Regions from separate parts of the Mus musculus genome. Here all the other regions are linked to region 5. Evidence: chromatin contacts called from public Hi-C, HiCAR-type and promoter capture Hi-C data. All regions are on one chromosome and are shown on one strand. Each heading gives the region's core, a stretch centred on a gene start, on an enhancer-like site or on the middle of the called end of the contact. The rest is flanking DNA. Distances are from core to core; before and after follow the strand shown. Region 1 holds the start of Anapc10 (anaphase promoting complex subunit 10). Region 2 holds the start of Mcm5 (minichromosome maintenance complex component 5). Region 3 has its middle 9.8 kb from the start of Hmox1. Region 4 holds the start of Otud4 (OTU domain containing 4). Region 5 holds the start of Tmem184c (transmembrane protein 184C).

Region 1 (3,516 bases), core at 245-2,744, 2.1 Mb before region 5:
CAAACAGCCTGAGACCCAATTTCCCTGACTGTTGCTGTCCTCTCCAACTGCTTAGGATCAGCACCAGGAGGTGTCTTGTTCGGTGTGGTCATTTTTAAATTATTCTATAGAGAGACAAGCAATATACATTCTACCATGCCATGACAATCCTTCTGCAAAAATATAAAAACAGAATTTCAGTGCCCAGCGTTGTGGCACATATCTGTAATCCTAGTACTCAGGGAGGCAAAGGCTGCAGAAGCACAAGAATCTGAGTTCCAGGTCAACCTGGTCGACCACAGTGAGCTCCAGGACTACACAGAGATACCTGTTTGGTTTCAGACCCGGGACCAGGGAATGAGATGCATATTTTAAATACCAAAGCAGGACCTGGCTTCCAGGTTCTCCCAGCATCCCTCAGTCCCTATCTGGATATCCTGCCTGGAACCTTGAACTTTCCAGCCCAAGGGCTGGGCTGCCCTTCCCCCAGAGGTTTCTCCCTATATAAACCAGACGTTTTGGTCTCTCTTCCTGTTTTCCACTTCTTTCTCTGCGTGCACTCAACCCCTTCTCTCTTTCCTACCCCCCCCCCCCCCCCCCGCTTCCCCATGGAGATTTCCCTGGCCTTCGTCCTTGGGGCTAGTGAACTCGCCCATCTAAGATCAGCTTCCCAATAAACCTGCATTTAATATACTCTAATCTGGCTTAAACTGGCTAATTTCACTGACGGCAAAGAAATAAGCTATCAATACTCTGTCTACAGAAATATATCAAAAAAAAAAAATAAAGTAAAATTTCAATGGCAAAATAATCACTCATATTTCCTTCATCCTCCTTACCTTTTGTTAATCCTAGTAAATCTATGAAAAGTATGAAAAAAAAACTTCTTGGAGAGTGAAAACCATGTTAAATTGTTTCGGTGACTTTTATGGCTACTTTACACTATTGTAAATTATACTTATAATAAATTCCATAAAGTTCTGCTACAAGGCTAACATAACTATAGACCACCACCTTGACACGTCCCTTTGGATTCCAAACTATCCTTATAACCACCGCACAAACAATAATAATTTATAATTTACATAATCACAGAGACATACATTCCGTTAAAACATGAATACCATGCCATTGGAGATGTAGGGGGAGAGGGGCGGCCCATCTCGACACGGGAACAAAATTCAAAGAACAGCCAAGTAGATGAGACAAAACGCTAGGGAAGAAATGGGTTCCTGGCCTTAAACAGTAATACTGAAGGAGCTGAGAATTAGACTTGGGATCCTGCCTACCACCTCCGTCTTACCGGATTAGCAAGGCCCACAAAGCCTGAGGAGACAGCAAGCCTAACGCCGCCGAGACTAGGGAGAAGGGCTCTACCTGCGCCCGCTAGCACACAGTTCTCTAAACCGAGGGAGAGCCGCTGTCTTACACACCTGATTCGCCACAATTCCGGTTCTCAGGCCCCCGCCACTCCCACTGCGGCTCGACGATTCTAGGCTCCCTCAGTTCATTGGCGTCGCGGCGCAATGACGTCACCAACGTCATCACTCCCTCCAGGGCGCCGACTCTGCGCTCTGTCGCGCACGCGCACTATGCCCTCATGCCTTGCGCGAGGCGGCGGCTGTGCACCGCCATCTTTGCCGGTGGCGGTAAGAACACGCTGTGTGCTAAGACCTGACGGCTAGCGCTGCTTTGGCTACTGCACGCCCCGCTGTAAGGGGCCCGCTGTCTCCAGGTACGAGAATTCGCGGGAGAGGTTTGGTGTTAGGCGGCCGGCTGCCACCTTGGGAAGACTCTTAGGGACACAGTCGGAACGCCTGTAAGTTAGGCCTCAGTAGCGGAGACCGTAGCGCGTGGCAACCGGCTCCAGCTGCACATCTGGGACGCCGGAGCGTTCCGCGCGCGTCCGTTCGGCCATCCCGGCCTCAGGGCGTCTGTATTCCAGACACGGCCCGCTGCCACGAGAACGGTCGCAGATGCCATAGCCTCTGCTCGCCACCCTCCACTGCCCCTTCCCCCCACCCCCGCTCCCACCCTCAAGCTAACCCTTCTGTGGAGGACGCTCCGCACCCAGCAGATCCCCCAAGCTTCCCCTCACAGTCAGACGGCTATGTTGGCATTTGGTTGTAAGAAGTAATCCTTTTTTTTTTTTTTTAATAATTGTGGACTGACTCATAGCATCTTGCCGCCATGAAGTCCAGTGCTCCTAGTCCAGTCCCAGACTTTATGGAAATGATAGGCAAACGTTCTATCTTTCTCATAGAGCGACGTGTTCTCAGTTGGGACTGCGGTTAGTAGACCAAGTGAGTTTCCGAGTTGAGTGCCTGTCTTTAGGACTTCCGAGAAGCACTTTGTAGCACCCTGTCCTCTTCCCATTAGTGACTTAATCTCTTGTTTATTACCTCTTCGGCTTCTTGACATCAGGGATGCTGTCTTCAAAATGCCTTTAAATATCCTTTCTAGGCTTAATACATTGTAGGTATTTAGTATGTGTTGCAAATAAATGATGGTCAAAGGTGAATTTCTGAACCTCAAGAGCTACATAAGTATTTTCTCTATTTTGATGGTAAAAATGGTAACTAAGGAATAGCTGTCAAAAAGCTTTTATTGCTTTGCCCTTTCTTCCAAGGGACTACAAACTACGGAGTTAGAGTAACATTTGTATTGTAGCCTATGGTCCTGTATGCTGAAAGTAGTCACCCTGTGTCTGTCAGTTGATAATGTATTCACTATAATCAAAAAGCTTAAATATTTTTGAACCAAAATGTATTTAAGGTTTTATCTTTTCATAGCACTGCTTAGCTCACCTCTATAAATGAAACAACAAAGACAAAAATATGTTTCAGAAAAACATTCTAAGTGTTTTCAGATCTTTTTGTATTCCTAAAAGTTTTTCCTGTAATAATTCCTCTTCAGGTGTCTTTCTATTGGAAAGAAGGGAACTAACTCCATTTCCATAATTCTTGGAAATCGGGAGGTTGCACAAATTATGTTTACCTATGTAACCGTTATCCAAAGAATCTATATTTCTTTTTCTTAAATGTAAAATAATTTATTTTATTATTTAAATCAATTTAATTAGCCACCTCTAGTATATTTCTGTTCCCTATAAATATTACTTATTATAGGCTCTTATCATAGTGAAAGATTTATTCTCTGAAAATACTTTCATTTACTGGGTACTTTGTAGAAAAGCATTTTTTATTTGTATTGGAATGCATGGTTTATTAGTTTGTTTGCTAAAATAGTCAATTTCTTTGACGAGTACATGGTTGGTTTGGGGTTTTAAGTAAGCTTTAGAGGTAAAGTAAAATCATTTAATTTCTAAGTTAAACTTAGGAGACCTGTATCAGTTTTTAAAGAAATGACTTTGTCAGCACAACAGTTAAGGTTTTAGTTTTTGTTGATTTGGTTTGTTTTTCATTACTATAGCTTTGCTCACCTCTACCAAAACAAAGTAGAGCATTTACCAGTTTGAAATGAAGTAGTCTGGTAGTCTGTAAATGATGGAAACCTTGAGGTCTAAGAGTGTTCTTA
Region 2 (3,884 bases), core at 154-2,653, 2.5 Mb after region 5:
TTTCCATTGGTTTCCCTGTTGCAATCCTTCATTAGACTGAGTCTGGTGGAACACTCTTCAAGGTTTTGACCCGACTGGCTACACATCAATCAATTTCAGCTCCAACAACACTTCCTCTAAAGTATTCTTCCTCAACTCTCTACCCTCTCAGCAATAGCCACATTGTCCCCACGTTCTTTTCTTTTCGAGACAGGGTCTCATGTACACCAGGCTTCTACTTCTGCCTCCCAGTTATGGATGGCATTTACTATTTTTTTAGTCTCCCTGATGGATAGGAACTCACTGTTGTTCTGCAAGACTCAACTCTGCCTTCCCTTTAAGACATCAACCCCATTGAGGTAATTTTACACAGGATAAAGACTAAGTTAAGTCAAATGTCTTGGTCAGGGTCACACATCTGGTGCTCCAAGCTACCTGTCTCAGACGCCTTCTGCACCACACAGCGGCCATGCCACCCTGACTAGCCATTCAATAAACTCCTACCTTCAGAATCCGAATGCTCGACGGGCTGGCATCTGACTTGAGCATGACCTGGATGTCTTGGAGCAGCTCATCTCCAGCTGGCCGGGGCCGGGTCACCTCATCTGCCACCTCCTTGGCAGCTTCCTCAAGCTGAAGAAGAGGAAAGGCATAAGCTGCTGGTGATGATGGGGCAGGGCCCGGGTTTAGGAGGCTCTGAAATGGGTGCTACTCACCAGCTGTAAGTGCTCGGCCGGCTGTTTATGCAAGTGGTCAGCCAGTTCCTCGTCAAAACTGGCCAGGTCCTCCATCTCCACCTCGATCCAGTATTCACCCAGGTTGTAATGCCGCTTGAGTTCATCTCTTTAGTGGTCAACAAAGGGGCAGAGGGACAGGAAGGGTGCATTGAGGGACCGTCAGCAGCAGTGCCTGTGCACCCCGGTCCTCACAGGCACCAATGCCCCCACCTCTCTCAAAAGACACCTAATTGTAGACCACTCTATCCTAAATTTAGGCCTGAAGAGGGACTGTCAAGAAAAGGCGTCCCCCGTAAGAATGGTTCACGGACACTGTCGCACCTGTACTTGAAGGTGAAGCCCGTGCGATCGGTGCCCACTCGGTACTGTCTCAGGAACTCCTTGAATCGCCTCTGCAGTTGCGACTTGCGGGCCTGGCCCTCTTCCGCACCGGGGTCGCCACCGAAGCTGTCGCTGTAGAAAATGCCCGGGTCGTCGAAGCCCGACATGACTGTACCTGGGTCAAGGGAGACAGAGAGCTGAGCACCCCGGGGCGGCGGGAGCTTCCCTAGACGGGGTCCCGCAATTCCCTCACCTCACAGCGGCGCGCCACACGAACCTCAGCCCTCCTAGAGGAAGCCGACTTTCGCGGGAAAAACCAGCCTCCGCGTTTGTCCACCGCGGTCTCTGCGCTCCTATTGGTTCGTTCAGCGCCGCGGATAGCTATTGGACTGCTCTGCGCCGGTTGAGTCCCGCCTCCAAGGCCTGGTTCCCAAGATGATTGGCTGTGGCGTCTTGGTGACGTCACGAGTCAACTCTTTCCGGTCTCCATTTTGTGAGGCTGGACGTTTTGGCGCGAAAGTTCTTGGCGCTAGCAGCTAACCGAGCAAAGATGGCGGAGAGGCTCGGGAGCTTTGTGAGCGTTTAAACCTTAGGCCTTCGGAGAAAACCTAGCCCAGTGGCGCAGGTCTGTCAGCCCCGCTCCTCGTAAAGTCTAAGCAGGAGGATCGCAAGTTCAAGGCCAGCCTGGGTGACTTAGGGAGCCCCTTTCCCAAGTAAAAAGGTGGGACTTGAGAGATGGATCGGTGGTCAATAGCGTTTGCTGTACTTTTAGAAGACCCAGTCTCTGTTCTCAGTACCCTAGTCAGGGGCTCAGAACTGCCTGTGACTCCTGCTCCAGAGAACCCAATGTCCTCTCCTGGCCTCTATGGGCCACGTACATGTTAGATGTAGAGAGAGAAAGATATATGTATCTGTACATAAGTACACTTTTTTTTTAAGTAAAAGGAAACGGACTGGAGCAATGACTGAGCAATTGGATACAGACACATAAATAAAAAGTAGACTTATCAGCCCTCCCCCATATCTGCTAGCACTAGGGAGGCTGAAGAAACCCTGCCTTTAAAATAAGTATATGAGAAAACCACCCCTTTCAGAGCTGCTGTGAGAAAGCAGTATGCCTGAGGTGTACTCTTGCTCCAGCCCGGCAGGAGGTGCCAGAGTGCTGTCTCCGCAGCTTTGGGACCAGGTGGCTCACCTTCCCCTACTCAGATAGTACCAAAGCCCAGGAAGCCAGGGATGTTTTCTTTCATTCAGATTCAGACGAATAATTATGATGACTGTAGAACTTTTTTAATTCCTTGGCAATGCTTAAACCATGCAAAATTCATGGCCAAATTCCAAATGGAAATCTTGGGGGGGGGGGGAGGCAGATTTAGCATAGCAACCTTAGTGTAGATTTTCCTTTGAGTTCCTCCCATCCACACGAACAAGTGGAAACCTATTGCTGCAGCAACCATTCAAACATATATTTACAGAGAATAAAGTTTGAGCATTTTTGCAATTAAAAAAAAATACCAGGTGAATCTAAGACTTGGTTTTCTCAGCATTTCATGGTAATCCCTGTGTGCCAAGACAGGTTTAACACATTTTATTTTAGATTGCTTTATTTGCTTCTTGACCAAAATCGAGGCTGTTCTTAACAGTTGTCACCAATAGCAGGGATGTAATTCCGCATTGTTGGCTGGGGCTTCCCCTCAGGTACAGATGGAATGCTGGACTTAGGCACTGAACAGAATTTTAGCAAAAGTCAGAGTGAAGCAGAGTCAGCAAATTCACTGGTCAAAAGACAGAGTCCTATGCCTGGGCATGGTGGTGCACGCCTTTAATCCCAGCACTTGGGAGGCAGAGGCAGGCGAATTTCTGAGTTCGAGGCCAGCCTGGTCTACAAAGTGAGTTCCAGGACATCCAGGGCTACACAGAGAAACCCTGTCTCGAAAAACCAAAAAAAAAAAAAAAAAAAAAAAAAAGACAGAGTCCTGGCGACATGGCTCGGCAATTAAATGCCGAGCTGCTGGGACTGCTCTTGTAGACAATCAGTTCTCTATGGTGGCTCACAACCATCCAGGGAGCCTGATGCCCTCTTTTGACTTCCACAGGCACCAGGTATGCATGCAGTAAATAGGCAAAACACATACATATATCTTTAAATATAAATCAACTGCCAGATGTGGCGCATGCCTTTCATCCCAGCACTCAGGAGGCAGAGGCTTTACAGAGCTCTACAGAGGAGAGGCTGAGATTGAGCAATTCCAGGAAAGCAGGAATACAAAGAAACCCTGTCTGGGGAGAAAGAAAGGAAGGAAGGAAGGAAGGAAGGAAGGAAGGAAGGAAGGAAGAAAGAAAGAAAGAAAGAAAGAAAGAAAGAAAGAAAGAAAGAAAGAAAGAAAGAAAAGAAAGGAAAGAAAGAAATAAAGGACTTAAAAATAATAACTTTTTTTTAATTTTTTTGCATTTATTTATTTATTTATTTATTTATTAGGTATTTTCCTCGTTTACATTTTCAATGCTATCCCAAAAGCCCCCCATACCCACCCCCCCAAAATAAGAACTCTTAAAAAAAAGAAAGAAATGGATAGATAGACTTAAGGAGAGAGGAATGAAGGCATAAGTCTTTCAGATCCATTAAACAGGCAACTTGGGGACTTTGTAGTTGAATGACCCTAAACTAACCTGGTAGGAGGGGAGAGGAATGTGTTGTTTCCTTAACAAAAGGTTTTCTTAACATTGCAAAAGGGGATTTATTAGACTGGTGAAGGGATTTTATAAATGAGATTATAAGGTGATTTATGAGGAAGACAAAAATTTGGTTCAAGGAGGTAGGTGAGGTAACTCAGAGAGTACAGATAC
Region 3 (3,474 bases), core at 344-2,843, 2.5 Mb after region 5:
GAGGGGGGCAGAGGTTGTCAACACAGGGTTTCTCTGTGTAGTCCTGGCTCTCCTGGAACTCACTCAGTAGACCAGGCTGGCCTCAAACTCAGAAATCTGCCTGCCTTTGCCTCCCAAATCCTAAGATTAAAGGCATGTGCCACCACTGCCTGGTTTCTATACACCTTTTTATGGGTAGAGTTTTGTCCCATTTATTTGTGTTCCCCTTTGCCCCTCCCCTCACCAAAGAGTACACTGCAGACCACTTAAATTCTCTATCAAGTCATGCTCAGATGATAGTTTCTCCGCACTCCTGTACAACTGCAAACAACTGGTGTGGTTCATTATATTGTAAGTGGAGGCAAAGTGCCCTGGGTCCAGAGCTTTCAGCCCGGTCTGGGAGTTAAGTGATAGGATTGACTAGCAGAGAGAAAGTATGCAAGTGCATGTGACATCAACAGGGAGAGAGTATACACACGTGAGTGACTACGAATGAGTGTGAACAGGAACACTCAAGGAAGCAGAGACAGGAACATCTTGGAGCCAGGCGTGACTAAGCTGAGTGAGGCTAAGATGAAGGGGATCTGTAACAAGACAAGGAGGATTATCAGGAAGAAAGTGTCCACGGACCAGAACTCACAGAGAATCATTACCTTAACTCCTACTTCCTGACCTCCTGCTTTCCTCCTGGCCTGTGAGTGGCTTCCTCCATGTGGAAGCTGGATTTCCTGTCTTTGTTTTGCGGTTTGTTTTGATACATAAAGTTTTGAAAAGGGGTTTTGCTTTGTAGACCAGGCTGGCTTAGTTCTCACCCTCTAACCCAAAAGCCTTGAACTTACTAACTTGTCTTCTGCCTTAGACTCCAGACTCCCAAACACTAAGGTTACAGGTGTGAGCCAACATGCCTTGCCTTGTTTGTTTTTTTAACTAAGCTTTTTATTATTTATTAGTGGTGGTGTCTTTAATTCCAGTGCACAGGAGATAGAGATAACTGAGTTCTAGGCCTGTAAGGGCTACATAATGAGAACCTGTCTTTTTTTTTTTTTTTTTTTCTTTAAGCCTTTAGCACAAAATAATCTTTGTGCCAAGAGCTGGGGAGATGGCTCACTGGGGTTAAATGTTTGTAGTACAAACCTGACCACCTGAGGTCAATTCCTGGAATCCTTGAAAAGGTAGAGATAATTGACTTCACAAAGTCATCCTCTAACCTTCATTCAATTGCCCTCCAAAACACACACACACACACACACACACACACACACACACCATTTTTACAATGCAGAAAGGCATACTTGGGGATGGTTATTTCAAACTAACTTATTAATATAAAGGCAAAGTATCTGGTAGCTTCGAGTTGATCTTCTTACAGTGGTTCTTTTTAAAGAGTCTGTAAACACACGTTATATAAACTATTTGCTTTATGCCCCTCTATAGTTCCCTGCCTTTAAGGGCTGTATCTGAACCTAAACTATCCCCCCCCCCCCCCGCCCACAGAGAGGACGTGCCACGCCAGCACGTCCGCTCTCCTTGCCAGGACTCCGCCCCTAAGGGTTCAGTCTGGAGCAACGGGAACCATGACTCAGCGAAAACAGACCTCGGGACCGTGACTCAGCGTCACACAGCCCCGGACCTTGACTCAGCAGAAAAGGCACAGCTCCGGATTCCTAATGGATTGCTTAAGACTGCCCTGGCTGCTGCTCCGTGGGAACAGCTTGCTCACTTCGCATGCTAGCCCCTGCTCCTCCGCGTCCTCTCCCCTGGAAGCTAGATGGGAGAAGTGATCTGGTGGACCCTGCCTACAGCTTCAGGATGGTGGGAACCAGCTGCTTTCACCGCTGGGAATTCAACAGGGTCAGTTACACACACACACACACACACACACACACACACACACACACACACACACACACACACACTTCTTTTCCTTAAAACTGTTAACAGATGGTCATGGTGGCACATGCCTTTAATCTCAGTACTTAGAGGAAAAGGCAAGTGAATCTTTGATTTCAAAGCCAGCCTGGTCTACAAAGTGACAAGGACAGCTAGGAAGGACTACACAGAGAAACTTTGTCTGGAAAAACAAGTAGACTAAAACGCTGCTCAGGAGCTGGAGAGGTGGCTCAGCAGTTGAGAGCACTGGCTGCTCTTCCAGAGGATGCAGGTTCAATTCCCAGCACCACGTAGCAGCTCACAATTGTCTGTAACTCCTGTTCCACGGGATCTGACACCCTCACACAGACATACTTGCAGTCAAATCACCACTGTACAGAAAATAAAAATAAATAAATCATTAAAAAGAAAACCGTACTTAACAGGGAGAACTCTGGAGAAATAGCACCTTGAAAGGAGAAGGAAGAATAAGTCATCAGCCTGGGACCTCAAGAGGCTGAGGGATAGAATGTATTGGGTGATACCTTTGTCTATGTTATGGATTTCTAGCAAGGAAAGTAAAGACTGATTAGATGAGACCTCGTTATATGTAGCCATGTGGCCGCCCAGGTGCGAGGAGCTGAGCATCACTGCCCTGTGTATATCAAACTCCGGCCACGAGAGGGGAATCGGGACCAAGACCTGGAGCCCGGTCATCCCTCAGAGCTTTTGCTCCCTCTGGGATGACGATGGAGCAGATTGAGGATATCACCCCATCCCCTCTGAAAGGAAGGGGAGTCATTGAGGTTGAACAGGACTTCTCAAGTTGATTTCTGTTAATAATTTGCTTTATGTAAGGTAAAAATGAAAAACAAAACTGCTCAACAAAGACTGATTTCCTTCCACTTATTTCTAACCGTGGCTTTTACATAAACATTTTAAGTACACTGTAAAGCATTCGCAAAGTTCATGTTCCATCTCCAGTAGACCAAAAAGGAAAACACTCCAACAAACAAAACACATTTCAGGCCCACTAGTTGTGAAAGTGACACCTGGTGGGGTTCAGGAGGAGTTGTCACCACACCCAGCCTGCCTCCAAACTTCTTATCTTTATACCCATCTCTCAGTTTTCACCATAGAAGCCTCTTTTTTGCAGGAGATGGAGATGAACACAGAGAGTACGGACAGGTTCCTGAGCAGAGAGTAAAAGATTGTGTGGTCAAAGGAGTCCACAGTGAAGGCTTCTGGAGCAGGAGACGGAGGCAGTGAGTTAGGCACATCCACACGGCAGGATCTTGTCTCAACCAGATAAATCACACACCAGAAGGAAGAAACAACCCTAAGCCTGGCTTTGAGTCCATTCATAATAAACCATGTGGTTAAACAGGACTTCCTGGGCTGGAGAGGTGGCTCAGCAGTTAAGAGCTCTGGCTGCTCTTCCAAAAGGACTCAGGTTCAAGTCCCAAAACTCACATGGTAGCTCACAACTGTGTGCAATTCCAGTTTCAGGGGATCTGACACCTTCACACAGACATACACGGAGACTGAGCACTAATGCCCATTAAAAAAAAAACAAAAAACAAGAAGCACAAGACTTCCTTTCCTCTTTTTTTTTTTTTTGTAGTT
Region 4 (3,791 bases), core at 386-2,885, 2.0 Mb before region 5:
GGGATGACTTCACTTCCCCTCTTCAGCTTCTAGAGGTGCTAGAGGCCAAGAAGGCTGAGACAAGGAGACAATCTTCTTCATCTGGAAAACTCACAAATGGAGCAGACTGTTTACCTATGTAACAGTAAAGACTGGGCTGGAAACAGCACCCACACTGGAGCTTCCTACATTTCTGAAAATAAGAGATATCAAATGGTAGGATGGTTTGGGAAGCATCAAAGAATGTTTCAATGGACATACCTGTCATAAGTGCAAAGTGTTCCATATTTACATACTCTGAAAAATACATAGCCTGGTGATTCTAAAACAGAAATCTTAAAAGCTAGTTAGCTCACAAAAGGGGGCGGGCGGGAGGGGACAAAACCATAAAAACTCCAGATTAAGCCAAAGGAAAGCAAACTGTAAATGGTATGAAATACAAACTGGAGCAGTAATGTGAAACTTTTTTAATCCAACTACTTTAGCAGCTAGTCTTCAAATATAGGATGGGTTTTGGTGACCCCACACCTACATCTGATTACATAACATGGGGAAAAGGGCTCGCTCTCAAAAAAGAAAAGCCTTGAGTATTCTTCCCTGGAACTCGTCCCACTCCTGAGTTCTAACTCACTTCTCTTTGGTAAAATGTTCGATCTGTACTGGGAATAATTTTTGACCAATAAGGAAAACAAAACAAAAAACGGAAACAAAAAAAAAAACCCGACATGTGCCTATACTGAAAATCCATCCTATTACTTAAAGGCCTTTAGAAGAGTAAATTCTTGCCTGATTCCAACATAGTATAGTATGGGACCTACTCAAGATTAAGTCACTGGGAAGACCCTATACAGGAAGACTGCTTTCCTTAAACAGCAAAGTTGGCCGCCTGTTTCGAGTGACACCGGTGAGACCGACTACCCCGCATTCCAAAGTCCAGCAACAGGAAAAAAAAAATGTGAAGCAGTCACACTGAGTGCCGCACCTCCTCCAGTAAACATGAGGTTAACTAGTGGGAACACTCGGCTGCTAAAAACTGAGCGCAGGTGAACGCGGAACACAACTCAAAAACAGCATGTCGCTGGGTCCCTGGCGGTCAGGCTGCGAGCAGGCCGCCCGAGATGTCCTCACTCGGTCCCGTGCCGGCGTTACAATGGGCCGCTGTGACGACAGCGAGCCACGCGCAGCCCCGCCGTGGGCGGCCAGGCAGCTGCGGGCGGCATGTCGCACCCAGCCCCGCGCCCGCCCGGCTCCGGCCCGGGTCCTTTACCTGCTCGGCCACAGCCCGGAACAAGCACGACCCGTCCTTGGCGACCAATTTCCGATACAAGCCCAGTTTGCGCAGATAGGCGTCCATGGGCGTCTCATCCTCCAGCGGCCCCACGCCGCCCTGGTCCACGCCGTCGGGCGCGCCGACGGCTGCCTCCATGTTGCCGGTCCGCTGCAGCGTGCGCGGGGCGAACTAGCCCCACATGGCCGCGCCGCCGGCTGCTCGACGCCCGGGCCTGGGGCAGGCTGCGGCTCGGGCTCCGGCTCCGACGCGGACACGGCGAGCGGCGGCAGGAAGAGGCGGTGGCGGCAGCGGCCCGAGGCGGTGGCCGGCGCTCTCCCGGAGCATAGGTGAGCCCAGCCTAGTGCATGGCCATCCGCACGCGGCCGCCTCCGCGGAGGGACACGCGCCCGCGGGCAGCCCGGGGGTCGCCGCCCCCACAAGTTTCCGGGTCTCGACCGGTGTGAGGCGAGAAAAGCCCCGGCGGCGCGCCCGGCTGAGATTAAGCGAGGCCTGCGTCTCCCGCACGCACCCCACGCCGAGAACCGAGGAAACGCGGAGAGAAAGCCACGGCCGCTCGTCTCCCCACCTCGCCGGAGGGCGCCTGAGGGGCGGGGAGCGGGAAGGGGCGCCGGGCGGAGGGCAGCAACCTCGCAGCCTAGAATTTGTTTTCGCTTTCAGCCCTCGGCGCAGCGGACGACGGGAGTTGTAGTTTAAGCCGCGGCAGGAAGTCCTCGTGCAGAGGGCGGGGACGCCTGGGTCGGCCTACCCGGAGGGGAGGTGCCCCACGGGCTCGCGGACTACAAATCCCTACAATGCTAGCGGTGCCGAACCTAGAACTGCCTTCGCGCTTCCCAGGCCGCGTCCGCGAGCAGGCCCGAGGGTGTCTGTCGCTTACGCCGCTGACCTGCGCGCGCTGCCCCGCCCTCCCGGCGAGCCTCCCGCCCTGAGCGCCGTGGGGCGGCGGAAAGCGCGCGAGCGCAGCTTGCGTGCAGTTGCTAGGGGCTCAGTGGCGGTGCCGCCGGCCCTTTGTGTAGTTCCAGAGGACGCACCTGTCCGCACCCCACTCAGGGCCTCCCCTCCTAGCGTTTTCTTAGGGGTGGCTAAACGCTTAGAGCAGAAAACCGGGCACCTCACCCGAGGCCCTTGGAGCCGCCAGCCTAAGCCATTTTGACCCTCAATGAAGCGTTGACAGTTGATTGAAATTGGGACAGCTCACACTCTGACAAGATCTGGCTTTGCCAAGGGCATGCCTGCTCATTCTGTCACAGCAGCTGCGCTCTGCCACACAAAGAGCTGTCCCTGTTAGAAGAAATTACTTCTTTTTTTTTTTTTTTTTTTTTTTTTTAATTCGGTGATAACGCTACGGGGAATCCGACCTGAGCAGTCCAATTGGGTTTGCGAATCCGGAACTTAACCTCTTGGGACGTCAGAATTTTATTTTACTAGCATACAATAGCATCTCGTATCATTTAAATTTATTAGAACTTCGGTCTTGACGTTGTGTTGGAAAAAGAAAAGTGGTAAATTACCTTAGGTTTAAAGGTGTAGGCATTCTTGGGAATGGTGCCAAGACATGCCAGGTGGTAGGATTGCAACACGTTACTTAAAATGTAAGCTATTAATATTTAAATATTCCTATAAATGTGCTATTTTTAGAAAATATATCGCAAGCTAAATAATTTTTTTTTTAAAAATCCTTGACCCAAATTTAAAATGTTTACTTGTACAGGGGAAACACTTTGAGAAATCCAGGGTTTTGTTTTTTGTTTGACTTAGTTTAAGAGGCATACTCCATATACCCCAGTCAGGCTTTGAACTTGCCATATAGCCAAAGATGACCTGGAATTCCTGGCCATCTTGCCTCCTGCCACCCTCCCCAAATACTAAGATCACTGGTATGCCACCACATCCTGTTCTGTGTGGCACTGGGAATGAAACTCAGCTTCATGCATGCTAAACAAGCATTCTACCAGCTGTGCTTCCCCAGGTCCAAAATGAATTCAACCTTGTAGACCTATAGTTTCTTTTACTAATATCTAAACTTGTGCTTTAAATACATTTCCTAAAGTGAGTAGGTACTATATGATCAATTAACAGACTGTGTGTGCACAGAGAAGGCAATGCCTTCTGATACTGGTTTTGATATTCCTTCAATAAGAAATTATGGGACTAACTTCATATCCCATATGTATTTGTGGGGAATATGTATAAAGGTTAACATTACATTGCTCATAGCTTGATAATTTTTAAAACTTTCAAAATTTGTTCTTTGTGATTGAAATGTGCAAGATTGCATTGCATTAATTTTCTCATCCTTCAAATAAAATCTTTGCTCAATTTATATGCACTAAACGTGTGTGATAGTGTTTCCTGTATATTTTCCACCTTAAGGCATAGCCAGATTTTCATTACTTAAATGTACTTTCTTTTTTTAAAAAAGATTTTATTTATTATTATATCTAAGTTCACTGTAGCTGTCTTCAGACATACCAGAAGAAGGCATCATCAGATCTCATTACAGATGGTTGTGAGCCACCATGTA
Region 5 (3,616 bases), core at 807-3,306:
TCTGATTCTTAAGTGATAGCAAGCATACATTTTTTTTCCTTAACATTGCAAAAGAATTCAGAAATTGGTCTGCTTCTGTAAAGCACAGACAGTAAGTTACTTGGGTGGGACCCTGCCCTGAAAATTACCATTTCTACCACACCTGGGCCTAACCTTGATCTCAGGAATCTTCCTGCCTTTGTATCTTTCTGATAAGCTGGCTCATAGTGAGCTGCTTTTATTCCTTTAGATTCATGAAGCCCCTCATAATTCATATTGCATCCTTATATTTTGCATAGTTGAGAAATTATATGTATTTTGAACTCATGTATTTAGAGTTCTTTCCCACAGCCTTAAGGGCTGTCCTGAAGGTCCCAGTGTCTACCATTTTGCTGAGACATAGCCACAGCCTTGGCTCCTGGATTCGAGCTGTTTCTAATTCTCACTGAGTCCTTAGGTTAACTGGGAGGACATCCCTAGGAGGAATGTGAAATACATACCCACAGCAGCCATCACACTCATGGAGGCTCACACTGGAGGACTTGTCCCAAGGGCAGGAACCATGTCACTCTGTCCCCACCATAGCCATACCGGGCTCAGCACTAGAGTGCAGAAATAGATTTCAGAAATTGTGTAAAAAATTGGCTTCCTATGAGAAGGAATGGAGAAGATGGCTATCAGAAGCAGTAAGAGTGTGGCTGGACACACAGAAACAAGTCCTGTTAGACAGCCTATCCAAAAAGACTGCCATTTGCCAAGAAATAAGTAGTGGTGATAAGCTGTAAAGCAAGAGTTTTCCCTAATTTTCTGAACTTCAACAGTATACCAAGATTTCATTAATGGTTAGGAATTTCCTTAAAACCAACTATTTTAACTTATAGTGTAGACCAAACTAAAGTCCTACAGCCCCTTTAAGGAAATGTGCAAAATGGAGATCACAGGAGAAAGACTGCAGAAGTCAGACTCCAGGCTCTGGTAACTGAGGAATGTGATTTCATCTGTATACTTTGAGACTCTGGTCCATGACATTTTGTCCAGATGGCTAATAGGCAGAAGTCCCCTGGTTGCAGGTGATGGCAAATATTTAAACATCAAGCAGAGTCCAAAGTCAGAGAAAACAGCTCTATTACTTAATAGGTACTATTAATCACTTGACACTTTTCTCATCTGTGAAACAGAAAACTACCCATCGCTACTCGGTACTTTTATGCAGATCAACTCATACAAAATGGGTAGAGAAGTTAGTGTTTGATTTCAGAAAATGACAATATATGCAGTGTTCAGTGTCTAGTCGGGACTCAGATGTTTGCTTGTTCCCTTGATTTAGAAAGAATTTAAGATCCCATGTGTCATTGATCTGTAAAGCTATACAGCTAAAAGCTTTAGGTGTATAGAACAGATGTCAGAATACCAACCTTTTAAATCTTAAATAAGATTTTGTTTTTTTTTTAACTCAAGTTTGAAACGTGAACATTTCATATTGGCGGTTACTTTCAAAAAAGCTATTCTTAGAATGATTCTTCTGCCGGGTCTAGAAATTATGCAGACAAATTCCTCCTTAGGACCCTAAACTCTAGCAACTGACTGAAATCTAACCTATTCTGTCTTATTCCAGCGGGCTTCCCATTCCACCCCTAAAGACAACTGGGAAGCCTTCTGAGAAAAATAAAGCTATTTCAAGTTCCACTCCACAGTGACTGCCCCTCACTATGACTTTTCTTTAGATGGAGTAAAGTCTCAGGAATGTAGCGGGTGTTTCTGAAACGTCCCCAGTTCCTACAACTTTCGGAGCCCTTTTAGGGAACCACTTAGACTAGGTAAATTAGAGATGCCAGAAATCCGCCGCTACTCTCCTTCCTGCCCTTGCCACGCCCTCTCGGTAACCTAGGTTACAGCCACGCCCTCCTCCGTAACTGACCAATCACAATGCTTTGCGTTGCGGGACAAGGTTTAGCTCAGCTTGAAACTCAGAGCAAATCATTTGCTGCAAGCATCTGATCGGAAACGGAAGTGGAATAGTCGGCGGAAGATGAGTTCTGAAGATGAGTACTGTAGAGGTTCCAAAGCCGTGAGTGAGGAAGTTCTGGGCCGGGTCTTCCGGGGGCGGAGACTAGCCTGCCAGAGCTGGACTAGGGAGAGGGCTGGTAGGGTACCAGATGCAGGTCAGACCCCGAGTGCCTAGAATCCCTAGTTTACCCTGATAGTCCTCGGGGTCACGATGCAGCGGAGACTCTGGGTGACCTCCAGGTGAGGCGGAGGCGACGCCGCGGCGGCACTGAGTCCATGCGGGTTGGCCGGCGAGGATGCAGCCTGCACCTGCGAGCATCCCGAGCGGCCACCGCTGCAGCAGCCGCAAACACAGAGCGACCCGAGAACGCGGCGCCAGCGGCTAGTAAATCTTTTCCTATAGGGCGCCAGCGGAGAAGACAACCGAAAAAGCGAACTTGCCAAATTCTTGGTTTGGTTCGATTATTCAGCTACTCAAAGAGAATCTGTTACAGAACATGCCTTGCGCATGTAATCGGAGTAACTGGAGGAGATGGATCCGACCCCTGTTGGTACTTTTTTACGCAACAACCATCCTGGTCGCGGTTCCGATATGCATTTGGAAGTTTCAAAAAATGAAGGTAAGAGGGTCCTGCACCTCTACCCTTTCTTCCGCTGGTTGACAGAGTTCCTTTGTCTGCCTTCTAATGCTTGAGGTCTGAAAAACATTTCGTCTGTGGACATTAAACCAACCTGACTGGTTTTATTTAGCCGCTACAACTGGAGGTAGGTCCGGGTCGAGAAACAAATAGTTAAAGCACCTACTTACAATGGGCGCTTTCCCAATATTCATCAGTCCCAGAAAGAACTTTATTCTTGAAATCAGATCTGCTATGCAGGTACTAGGGCTTGACCAGACCAAATAAACCATCTTAAAAACTATGTTCTGGATTTTATAGGCTTTTAGCCGGTTTTCTGGAACCAAAGGATTCTTGTTAAATTGACTTTGCTAATTAACTTTACGTTTGAAGTTACAAGTTTTCTTTGTTTCTTTCCTTAAAATCTCCTGTAAACCAGGCTGTTCTGGATTTTGCTTTGTAGACTAGGATGATCCTCCTGCATCCAAACTTCCCAGTGCTTGGATTACCGGTGTATCCATCATTCTGTTTACTCAATGCAGGGATTGAACCCAGGGCTTTGTTTATTTGAGGCAAGCACTCTACCATCTGAGCTTCATCCCCAGACCTGAAGTTACTCCTTAACCAAAGCAAAAATTTTACAAACATCCCCTGTGTGTTCCTTTATATTTAAAAAAAAAAAAAGGTGTATTTGTTGGTGTGTTCGTGGGATGGTCCAGTTGTGGAGGTCTGAAGGTGGACAACTTGGAGCAGTTGGCTCTGCTCTCTCATCATAATGAGTGCTGAGGACTGAGCTGAATCTATCAGGGTTGGAGACAGGCACCTACCAGCTGAGACATCTCTCTGGCCCTCTTTGTTGATGTCATGTTGTGACATTAGTAAAGTATTACAAGCTGGATAGCTAACCTATGTCTATAGTATATCTATAAAGTGAAAACTTAGAATTAATAACCAAAAAGTACTTTTATTAAGAAACAGTTATTTTGGAAGAGTTATGGCAGACCAGGTAGATG

What was found. Promoter capture Hi-C pulls out the DNA fragments that hold promoters and counts their contacts. Hi-C and Micro-C count contacts between places; a contact is called where the count stands out from the background. HiCAR-type assays count read pairs that join an accessible place to other places.
Region 1: a promoter capture Hi-C map of pre-B cells shows a contact between it and region 5. The contact joins the promoter of Anapc10 here to the promoter of Tmem184c in region 5. A contact is called at or near these places in 1 of 39 promoter capture datasets (pre-B cells), 1 of 115 datasets of contacts at active chromatin or transcription factors (astrocytes) and 1 of 9 other capture datasets (liver).
Region 2: a contact with region 5 is called in a Hi-C map of B cells, with 6 read pairs. The contact joins the promoter of Mcm5 here to the promoter of Tmem184c in region 5. A contact is called at or near these places in 3 of 39 promoter capture datasets (the HPC-7 cell line, embryonic stem cells and pre-B cells), 3 of 484 Hi-C or Micro-C datasets (B cells, CD8 T cells and muscle stem cells), 1 of 115 datasets of contacts at active chromatin or transcription factors (large pre-B cells) and 1 of 9 other capture datasets (liver).
Region 3: a promoter capture Hi-C map of hippocampal neurons shows a contact between it and region 5, with 5 times the contacts expected there. The contact joins the enhancer-like site here to the promoter of Tmem184c in region 5. A contact is called at or near these places in 6 of 39 promoter capture datasets (the C10 cell line, the HPC-7 cell line, embryonic stem cells and 3 more) and 1 of 484 Hi-C or Micro-C datasets (B cells).
Region 4: a contact with region 5 is called in a HiCAR-type map of astrocytes, with 5 times the contacts expected there. The contact joins the promoter of Otud4 here to the promoter of Tmem184c in region 5. A contact is called at or near these places in 3 of 39 promoter capture datasets (embryonic stem cells, hippocampal neurons and pre-B cells), 2 of 115 datasets of contacts at active chromatin or transcription factors (astrocytes and large pre-B cells) and 1 of 9 other capture datasets (macrophages).

What each region holds. Positions count from the first base shown.
Region 1 is chr8:79,709,741-79,713,256 of GRCm38.p6, reverse strand. Anapc10 (anaphase promoting complex subunit 10) reads right to left here and starts at 1,494. Exons shown (of 5, transcript NM_001357234.1): 1 at 1,413-1,494; 2 at 1-104. The coding sequence starts at 92. It overlaps Abce1 (ATP-binding cassette, sub-family E (OABP), member 1), which reads left to right and starts at 1,517. Exons shown (of 18, transcript NM_015751.2): 1 at 1,517-1,714.
Region 2 is chr8:75,107,028-75,110,911 of GRCm38.p6, reverse strand. It overlaps Mcm5 (minichromosome maintenance complex component 5), which reads right to left and starts at 1,403. Exons shown (of 17, transcript NM_008566.3): 1 at 1,291-1,403; 2 at 1,038-1,212; 3 at 696-822; 4 at 484-612. The coding sequence starts at 1,204.
Region 3 is chr8:75,082,095-75,085,568 of GRCm38.p6, reverse strand. No RefSeq gene overlaps it. Among named protein-coding and RNA genes, the nearest start is that of Hmox1, 9.8 kb to the left of the region's middle. Within about 2 kb of position 1,593, at least 286 of the 459 cell types and tissues checked have an H3K27ac peak or open chromatin away from gene starts, as enhancers often do. A contact at or near this core is called in the HPC-7 cell line, embryonic stem cells and hippocampal neurons, where this site is marked.
Region 4 is chr8:79,637,520-79,641,310 of GRCm38.p6, reverse strand. It overlaps Otud4 (OTU domain containing 4), which reads right to left and starts at 1,635. Exons shown (of 21, transcript NM_001256033.1): 1 at 1,247-1,635. The coding sequence starts at 1,405. It overlaps Gm51579, which reads left to right and starts at 1,406. Exons shown (of 1, transcript XM_030243905.1): 1 at 1,406-3,596. The coding sequence starts at 1,449. The coding sequence ends at 1,958.
Region 5 is chr8:77,609,093-77,612,708 of GRCm38.p6, reverse strand. Tmem184c (transmembrane protein 184C) reads left to right here and starts at 2,056. Exons shown (of 10, transcript NM_145599.4): 1 at 2,056-2,606. The coding sequence starts at 2,484. Gm39200 (a long non-coding RNA gene) reads right to left here and starts at 628. Exons shown (of 3, transcript XR_878939.2): 1 at 480-628.